Linked DNA regions of Sus scrofa: region 2 is linked to region 1. Evidence: chromatin contacts called from public HiChIP or PLAC-seq data. All regions are on one chromosome and are shown on one strand. Each heading gives the region's core, a stretch centred on a gene start, on an enhancer-like site or on the middle of the called end of the contact. The rest is flanking DNA. Distances are from core to core; before and after follow the strand shown.

The links. HiChIP or PLAC-seq counts read pairs in DNA pulled down with a chosen protein or histone mark.
Region 2: a contact with region 1 is called in an H3K27ac HiChIP or PLAC-seq map of skeletal muscle, with 4 times the contacts expected there. The contact joins the promoter of BMP4 here to the promoter of DDHD1 in region 1. A contact is called at or near these places in 1 of 47 Hi-C or Micro-C datasets (heart right ventricle) and 1 of 2 datasets of contacts at active chromatin or transcription factors (skeletal muscle).

The regions. Positions count from the first base shown.
Region 1 is chr1:182,752,551-182,756,348 of Sscrofa11.1, forward strand. DDHD1 (phospholipase DDHD1) reads right to left here and starts at 1,976. Exons shown (of 12, transcript XM_003121795.4): 1 at 663-1,976. The coding sequence starts at 1,509.
Region 2 is chr1:183,417,922-183,421,719 of Sscrofa11.1, forward strand. BMP4 (bone morphogenetic protein 4) reads right to left here and starts at 1,697. Exons shown (of 3, transcript NM_001101031.2): 1 at 1,549-1,697; 2 at 144-523. The coding sequence starts at 516.

The DNA of each region.
Region 1 (3,798 bases), core at 726-3,225:
ACCATGGCATAAGCCTTGTAACTTTCAAGGTTAAGAGGCAAAATGGAAACACATAAACAAGGACCTAAGGAAAAAACCAAGTATTTCATTCAGCAGGACCTGCTGCTTGCCAAAATTGCTTCCAGCAGTGCTTTCCACCACTCCCGAACGCACCCAGTGAGAACAATTATCTCCTTTCCTGCCAGGGATTAATTTTCTTTACTCCAAGTCTATAACTGAACTGTTGATTCTCTTGCAGGTTCTCTCAAACATTCCCAAGCCAGAGGACGGGCTGTTATTTAAATTATAGGCAATTCAGGGTAAATGAGACCGAATCAGATCCCCGGGTGGACAAAGCTCAGGTAGGATCACGAAATTAAACCTGTGGGGCTGGCCATCAGTTCCTGGATCACCTCCAGGGGATGGCAACGGCACCCGGCTTACTCAGGAGGCGCTAGCCCCCGCAGTATACTCTCCTCCTGACCCAAAGCGTCTGGGGTTTTGCCATCTGCTCGTTTTACCCTTCACCTGCCGGCACCGCCTGCACGGTCTTCATCCTGCCTTGACCAAACGCCAGGCCTCACGCGCCTCTCTCCCCATGATCAAGTTGCAAATCCACCCGCGTGCGTGTTGGGCCCTGCAGAGGCAGCCCGTCCCGCACCCTCCCCCGGCCGGCTACTCACGGTTCCAGTACACCGGGTAGCATTCTCCTTGGTTCACATCCACCTCGTAGAGGCCGCCCCGCACACACACCCGCTCGATGTTCACCAGCTCCTCCATCTCGCGCCCGTGCCCGGTAATGCGCGGACAGAAGCCGCAGACGCGGTCCCCCTCGTGGTCCTCCAGGGAGCCGGAGGCCTGGCCAGTAGCGGAGGGTGGGCCGACCGCATGATCGCCCTCCGGGTCTTGGGCCTGGGCCCGGGCATCCGCGGCCTGCAGCAGGGTCCGGAAGGCGAGCTCGATGCGGAGCGAGTCGTAGCCGATGAAGGGTTTCCAAGTCTTCTTGTCTTCCTTGTAGAACCAGCGCACCTCCTCCGGGCCCAGCTCCGTCACTACCTCGTATCGGTGCCGGGCGGCGGCGCCGCCGGGCCGGATACGCTTCCTCTCCCCGGGGCCCCCTCCGGCCGCCCCGCCGCCCCCCGAGTTCGACGGGACCAGAGGCGGCTGCTGCGGCGGGTGAAGTGACGAGGAGCTGCCGCCGCCACCGCTCTCGCCCTCACTGTAGTAGCGCAGCGAGGAGCCCGACTCGGCGGAGCTGAAGTCATAGTTCTCGTCACTGAGGCAGGGATCCAGCGCCAGGTGGTGGTTGTGGTCCTCTGCGCCCGGCGCCAAATGCAGCCCTGGCTCCCCGCGCAGCAGGGCCAGGGGCACTTCATCGTCGCCCGGGTCCCCAGCAGTCAGGTGGTCGAAGCAGCGGACGCTGCTGCCGAACGCCGGCTCCGCATCCGAGCCCAGCTCCCAGGAGGCGCCGCCGCCGCCCCGGCCGTTATGCTCGGGGCTGAGCTGAGAGCCGCGGCCCGGGTAATTCATGCTCTGGAGACGCCGCCGCCGGCCGGGCCGGGCGCGGAGCCGTGACCCCCAGAGCTTTCGCCACACATTCAACGCCGCCTCCCTCTCCACCGGGAGTTTTCAATCTTTCAAATCCCGACCGGGGCTGCGGCGGCACCCGCGGCGGCTCCGCCCCCCCGAGCCCCGCAGCCGCGGTAGCCGCGTCCCGCCGCCAGTCTCATAGTCACGCAGCCCGACGTAGGTGGTGCTTGGCCTCAGGCCCCGCCCCTCCCGCCGCGCGCGCCGTCCCGGAAGCCCTTTCTCCGCCCACTCTGCGCCGGAGCCGCGCCTCTTGCCTCTCCTGCGCGGGGTTGGGGTCATCTCGGGATTCCTCAATTCCTGTCGCCTACTCTCCTTTCTCCTTCCCCTGCACTGCCGCTTCGCCCCGCCCTTCTAGGGTCGGAACCCAGGTGTGGAGAAGCTTTACCCGACTCATCCTTGCAATCTGGATCCTGAGCCGTAAAGGCTTATTCTCCACATCGGGAGAGAGCCCCCGGAAATTGGATTCATCTGACACTTTTTATGACTTTAGGCCCGCCTGCGGCCTCACCTGGACTTTATCAATCACCTGGTTTATGGTCCCTACAGCATCGTGGGTCCACGCAGGGCATTCCACTCCACGCCTACGGATTCCTCACTTTGGCGTCACGACTCCCACTCAAATCCAAGTCAAAACCGCCCTTCATATACCACCTCATATTACTGCTTGTCTTCCCATATGTATTTCCTGTTTTCTAAACCTTATTTTAAGGTCCTTGTTGGAGGCCAAGTCTGTATGTTTCAACCTCCCACAAGGTGGGTGCACAATCAATGTTGATTATAAGGATGGCAAACCCGGTCAGCTGTTGATAATTAGATTGAAAGCTAAAAAATAACCAGGTTTTAGACTGTTTTGATAACTAACTGCAGGCAGGTCACTTAAATCTTAATCTTTTTGGTTTCCTCATCTGTAAGATCTCTGAACTCTTCCAGCAATAGAATTCTGTGACTGGCAAGATTACTTTTTGTTCTTTATGCATCTCTGATTCTGTAGCACTTTCTGGGATCAGGTTGAATGCTGAGGCTCCCGTGTGGTTCTTTTATATTATGCAAAAGTTTTATTTTATAAACGCATTACTCTATGTTGAGTATCCTGAGAAAAACAATCTCTAATCTCAGTGTTATCAATTCAAGATCAGACAATATTCTCCTTGAAGATTAGGATTTCAACGTATGAATTTTGAGGAAACACAAACATTCAGACTATTGCAGAGAGTGTCTTCTTTGGTCACAGACTAAATGGAATAATAGCCTGTCCTGAAGCGGGAAACAGTCATTGAACCCATATAAGATGTCTACTGAGTTTCAGGCACTATGCTAGACCCTACAGTGAAGCAGTCAACAATCTAGAGGTATCTCTAAATAAACCCAGAAAGCCAACTTTTTAGTTCTTCTGAGGAATATAATTGTAATGCCAGAATGACCACAGGAGTCATTCTTTCCCTAAATACAGATCAATAGTGCAAGCCAAGTTGCAATCTAAATGTAGCTGGACAAGTATAAATAACATAGGACTACTTAATGAATAAAGTCATTCATCCTTCTGTTTATTCATTCAACAAATATTTATTGTCTAGTCATGTTTTGCTGGTGGTTTTTGTGTTTGAAATGATGCTTATGATGCAGAATTATCAAATGCACTTAAAGATTTGTAAGAGGTCTGCCCACAAAACTGTACTTACCAAAAATTCATAAAAATTTTCTATATTCCTTCTGGAAATAAAGGTCAATGGTATTGAAGGTATATATTCAAATGAAAGAAAACAAATCATTACAGTATCGATGCATACTCTATGGAGACAGCCACAAAATCCTAATCAGCTTGTTTGTATCAGAAAGAGAAGATTTGGCTATCTCCCTGCCCTTTCATTATAGAAGATGAGTTGGATTATAACCAGAGGCTGCTATGAGGTCCACATCATGTATCCATTATAAATGCGTTTGATGACCTTTGTGCTCCAGGATTCTTTTTTTTTTTTTTGTCTTCTTGCCTCTTCTAGGGCCGCTCCTGCGGCATATGGAGGTTCCCAGGCTAGGGGTCTAATCAGAGCTACAGCTGCCGGCCTACGCCAGAGCCACAGCAACACCAGATCTGAGCCGTGTCTGCGACCTACACCACAGCTCATAGCAATGCTGGATCCTTAACCCACTGAGCGAGGGCAGGGATCGAACCCATGACCTCATCATTCCTAGTTAGATTCGTTTCCGCTGTGCCACGACGGGTATCCCCAG
Region 2 (3,798 bases), core at 447-2,946, 670 kb after region 1:
TGGGCCACAGCTCTGAAAATCCTTGGAGGTGAGCAGCTCGGTTCCCTAGCCTCCTGATCTGGGGCTTTGATGTAACCTGAACTCCTCTCCCCCAGAGCTGCCCTACCGGCCCTCCACAGCCCAGACCCTGAGCTGGGACTGACCTTCGTGGTGGAAGCTTCTCACGGTGTTGGCCCGACTGGCAGGGCGCTCGGGATACTCGAGACCAACGCTGTGGGTCTGCTCTTCCTCCTCCTCCTCTCCAGACTGAAGCCGGTAAAGATCCCGCATGTAATCTGGGATGACGGCGCTCTTGCTAGGCTGCGGGCGGCGACGCAGCCCGAACATCTGCAGAAGTGTAGCCTCGAAGTCCCGAAGGAGCTCATGGCTCTGCCCTGAGCGGCGTCCTCCCGCGTGGCCCTGAATCTCGGCGACTTTTTTCTTCCCCGTCTCAGGTATCAAACTAGCATGGCTCGCGCCTCCTAGCAGGACTTGGCATAATAAAACGACCATCAGCATTCGGTTACCAGGAATCATGGTGTCTCTAGGGAGGGGGAGGAGGTGGAAGGTTAAAGAATAAATAAACACCAATAACTAGAGAAAAATAGAGATGTCTCAGCAAACTCATACAGGGCTAGACAGAGAGGGTCAAGATGTAAAACAGGTCAGAAAGATCAAGTTTGTGTCTTCCCCCTCACACACACCCCACCACCAGCTGCAGCCATGCGCGGCCTGAAAGTAGGAATTGCCCTGTAATTACTTGGTCTAACTTGTTTACAGTCAAATAACCCCAAATCAGATAGCCTCCATCCTGTTAATCTTTTTTTGTCCCAACTGCTATCTGAGCCATGATCTCAGCTTGGCTTTTTCAAGGATAAACAGTTAACATTGAGGAGGTAAAAAAGGATGGGGGAGGGAGAATTAAAATACCATCTCTCTACTCTCCACTTCAGACCTTCAGTCTCTCCCCCCCCTTCCTCCACCCCCCTTCTTCCTCCGCCCTCCGAGCCGACTTCCACAACTTCCAGCTGGTTCGGAGCAGGAGGGAGGGAAAACAGAGAAGCAGGGGCAGGGCGAAGACACCCGGCGGCTGGGTCTGGAAGGTTTATTTTACGGGGGCTGATGAATTTGAAATGCCCAGCAAAAAGCGTTTGATTGAGCCCGCTCACTCACTCCCAGAGAAGGGTGTGTGGGGGGGATGATTCCAAGAGCGACGTCTGAGTTTGACAAGCAGCTGGGAATATGCCACGGGGGCACTGGGTGATCCGCAGTCAAGTGGGAGAAGGGGATGGTAAGCACCCCTGGCTGCGGACTTTTCTTTTTTGCCCCCTTTCGCTCTCCTTCCTTGCAACGCACAGATCAGGAAGAGAGTGGAGCAAGCAGCACTTTAAATAGAACCGGTACGCTCAGAGCGCAGCGGCTGCGGCGCCAAGAAGAAAGCGACAGCGCTGCCAGAAAGCGGAGTGTGGACTCTGGAAGGCAGGTCCGACGGGAGGGACACAAGGCGAGCACGGGTGGGGAGGGCAGAGTGAATTCCCGGGAAGAGGGAAGGAAGAGGTGTCTACTCACTGACAGAAAACAAGGCATATAATAACAGTCCATGATTCTTGACAGCCAATCTTGAACAAACTTGCTGGAAAGGCTCAGAGGAGCTGCGGCAGTGCGTTGCTCTGGATGGCACTACAGAATGGCTCCTAAAATGAATATTTGAATATAATGAGACTGGCGCAGGCTGACTCTGTTTTTCTTCCAGCCCCTCTGAGTCACGTGAATGCAAAGACTCCGCCCCGCGCACCGAAGCGTCCGCCTTCCCCGCAGTGGACCCGCCCCATCTCCGCCCCGCCCCCTCTCTGAGAGGCCAGCCTCCCCGCCTGCTGCCCCAACCACCAGCGTCCGGGAGGAGCTCCCGGCCGAGTCCTCAGCTGGTCCCCGGGTGCAGCTGGCGGAGGACGTGGTCCTCGCCTCTACCTGCAGCCTCCGTCGTGTCGGCCTGATCCCTCCCGCCAGCTGCCTTAGGCGAGAGGATCTGGGGAGCACGGTAGGGGCTTCGCCTTTCAGTGTGAGCCTGGCTCAAGTTGGGCCGGGATTTGGGGGCGGCGGAGTCTCAGCAGCTGAAAGCCGCACCACCCAGGGTCGTTTAAAAAGAAAAGCACTGAAAGACAGATATACACGTGCCGCGCGCACCCACCCCTCTTTCTCCCCAGGATCTCCGAGAGGCCAAAAATTGCTCCCAGCTACAGTCACCCCCTGGCGAACTTCTGCGAGTGTTTAGAGGAATTGAGCAGCCTCTTTAGCTCCCGACCAAAAGCTGAGGACCTGTCATAAGTGGTCGGAGGGGTAGATGGTCAGGCGGTGACCAGTGTGGGAACGTGGTAAGGGAATGGCCGCTGGGCTCTTTCCTCCGGTTCCTTTACGGAGAGAATCTCCACACCACGGCGTGCCCACCGAGCAAAGTAAATCCCCAAAGAAAGCGGTCCTGAGGCCCTTAAAGGCGGAGGGGCGGACTCAAAAGAGAGGCGTCTCCTCGGAAGGGCTCAACACTTGTTTCAGGTCTCCAAGTCTCAGAGGTTTTACAACTCCCGAGCCAGGGCAGAAAGGAAATCACAATGGGTTCCCAGGAGTCCAGAAAACCGTGAACAGCTTTCGGCCTACGCTCGATCTCTGCGTCTGTCTTTCCCCCCACCCCCACCCCAGCTCGTCTTTTTTAAACCACTACTCCTCTCCCGCCACTTCCTCCCCCCCCTTCCTCCTTTGCACCAGCTTCAGAATCTCAGCAAATGCTTCAAGAATTTTACCAACCCACCGCTCAAGGTATTACTGTGATATCCCGACTCTATCCAAAGATGCTGCATGCGTGGATCACTCAATACAGGGTCCTTTCCGAAACCGTGACCCTCGAAACTGAATCTGCCCGGCCTGCGCAGGGGTCACAGTCGCGCGATCCCGGCTGCACAGCACACTGTACCCTGCCGCCCTTTCCTAAGCCTGTTCCCAGTTTCTGCCTTGGGTCTATTCAGAGCTCGAAGGCTCAGGTTCCCGGCCTCACCCAGCAAAACTCGGTTTTATCTTGGGGGCACTTGCAGGAGGGCCTGGAAGAAGTGTGAAGGATCAAACGCTTAGCCCTCCCTCCCGGCCGCGGTTGTCCCGCGCGGCCCTACCCGTCGCTGGCCTGGGTGTGCGCGGGCGCCCCTGCGCGACGATCCTTGCCCGCCCAGAGCTGCCGCCTTTTGAGCGCCTTTAAGTTTTCCCGCTACCGCGCCACCGCTGAGGCTGACTGCGAACGGGTGGGAAGAGCAAAGAGTTTCGTTGAGACGCCTGGAACCCTTAAAATGCACCGGGGTGGGGGGGAAAGCTCCAGAGATGGGAGAAGCAGAGAAGGGCAGCTCCCCGCGGGCGAAGGACAGTGGAAGGGGCGGGCGCCCGCAGTTCCTGGACAATCCTCCGACCCTAGAAATCCCAGGGCTACGGCGGGAGCGCGCTGCGCTAAAACTCAGAGGCGAGGGAAGAGCGGGTTGTTTCAATTTCGGACTCAATAGGATTCGTCTCTAATCACATTTTTTTTTAATTAAAAAAAAAGCTGAAAAGCACTTTCGTCTCCAGCTTTTTTCTTTCTCTCTCTTTCTTTCTTTTTTTTTTTTTTTTTTTTTTTGAGGGGTGGAGATGCAACTCATGGCGACTGTCCTTCACTTCCCTACGAGTTTTCTCCCAACGCCAAAATTTGTTCAGAGGTGACCTCAGTTTACCGAATCTGTTTTTCGGGGTTTTAACATCTCAAAAAGCCTTGAGCTCACAAAACGCGATCCTCAGAAACCTACCACG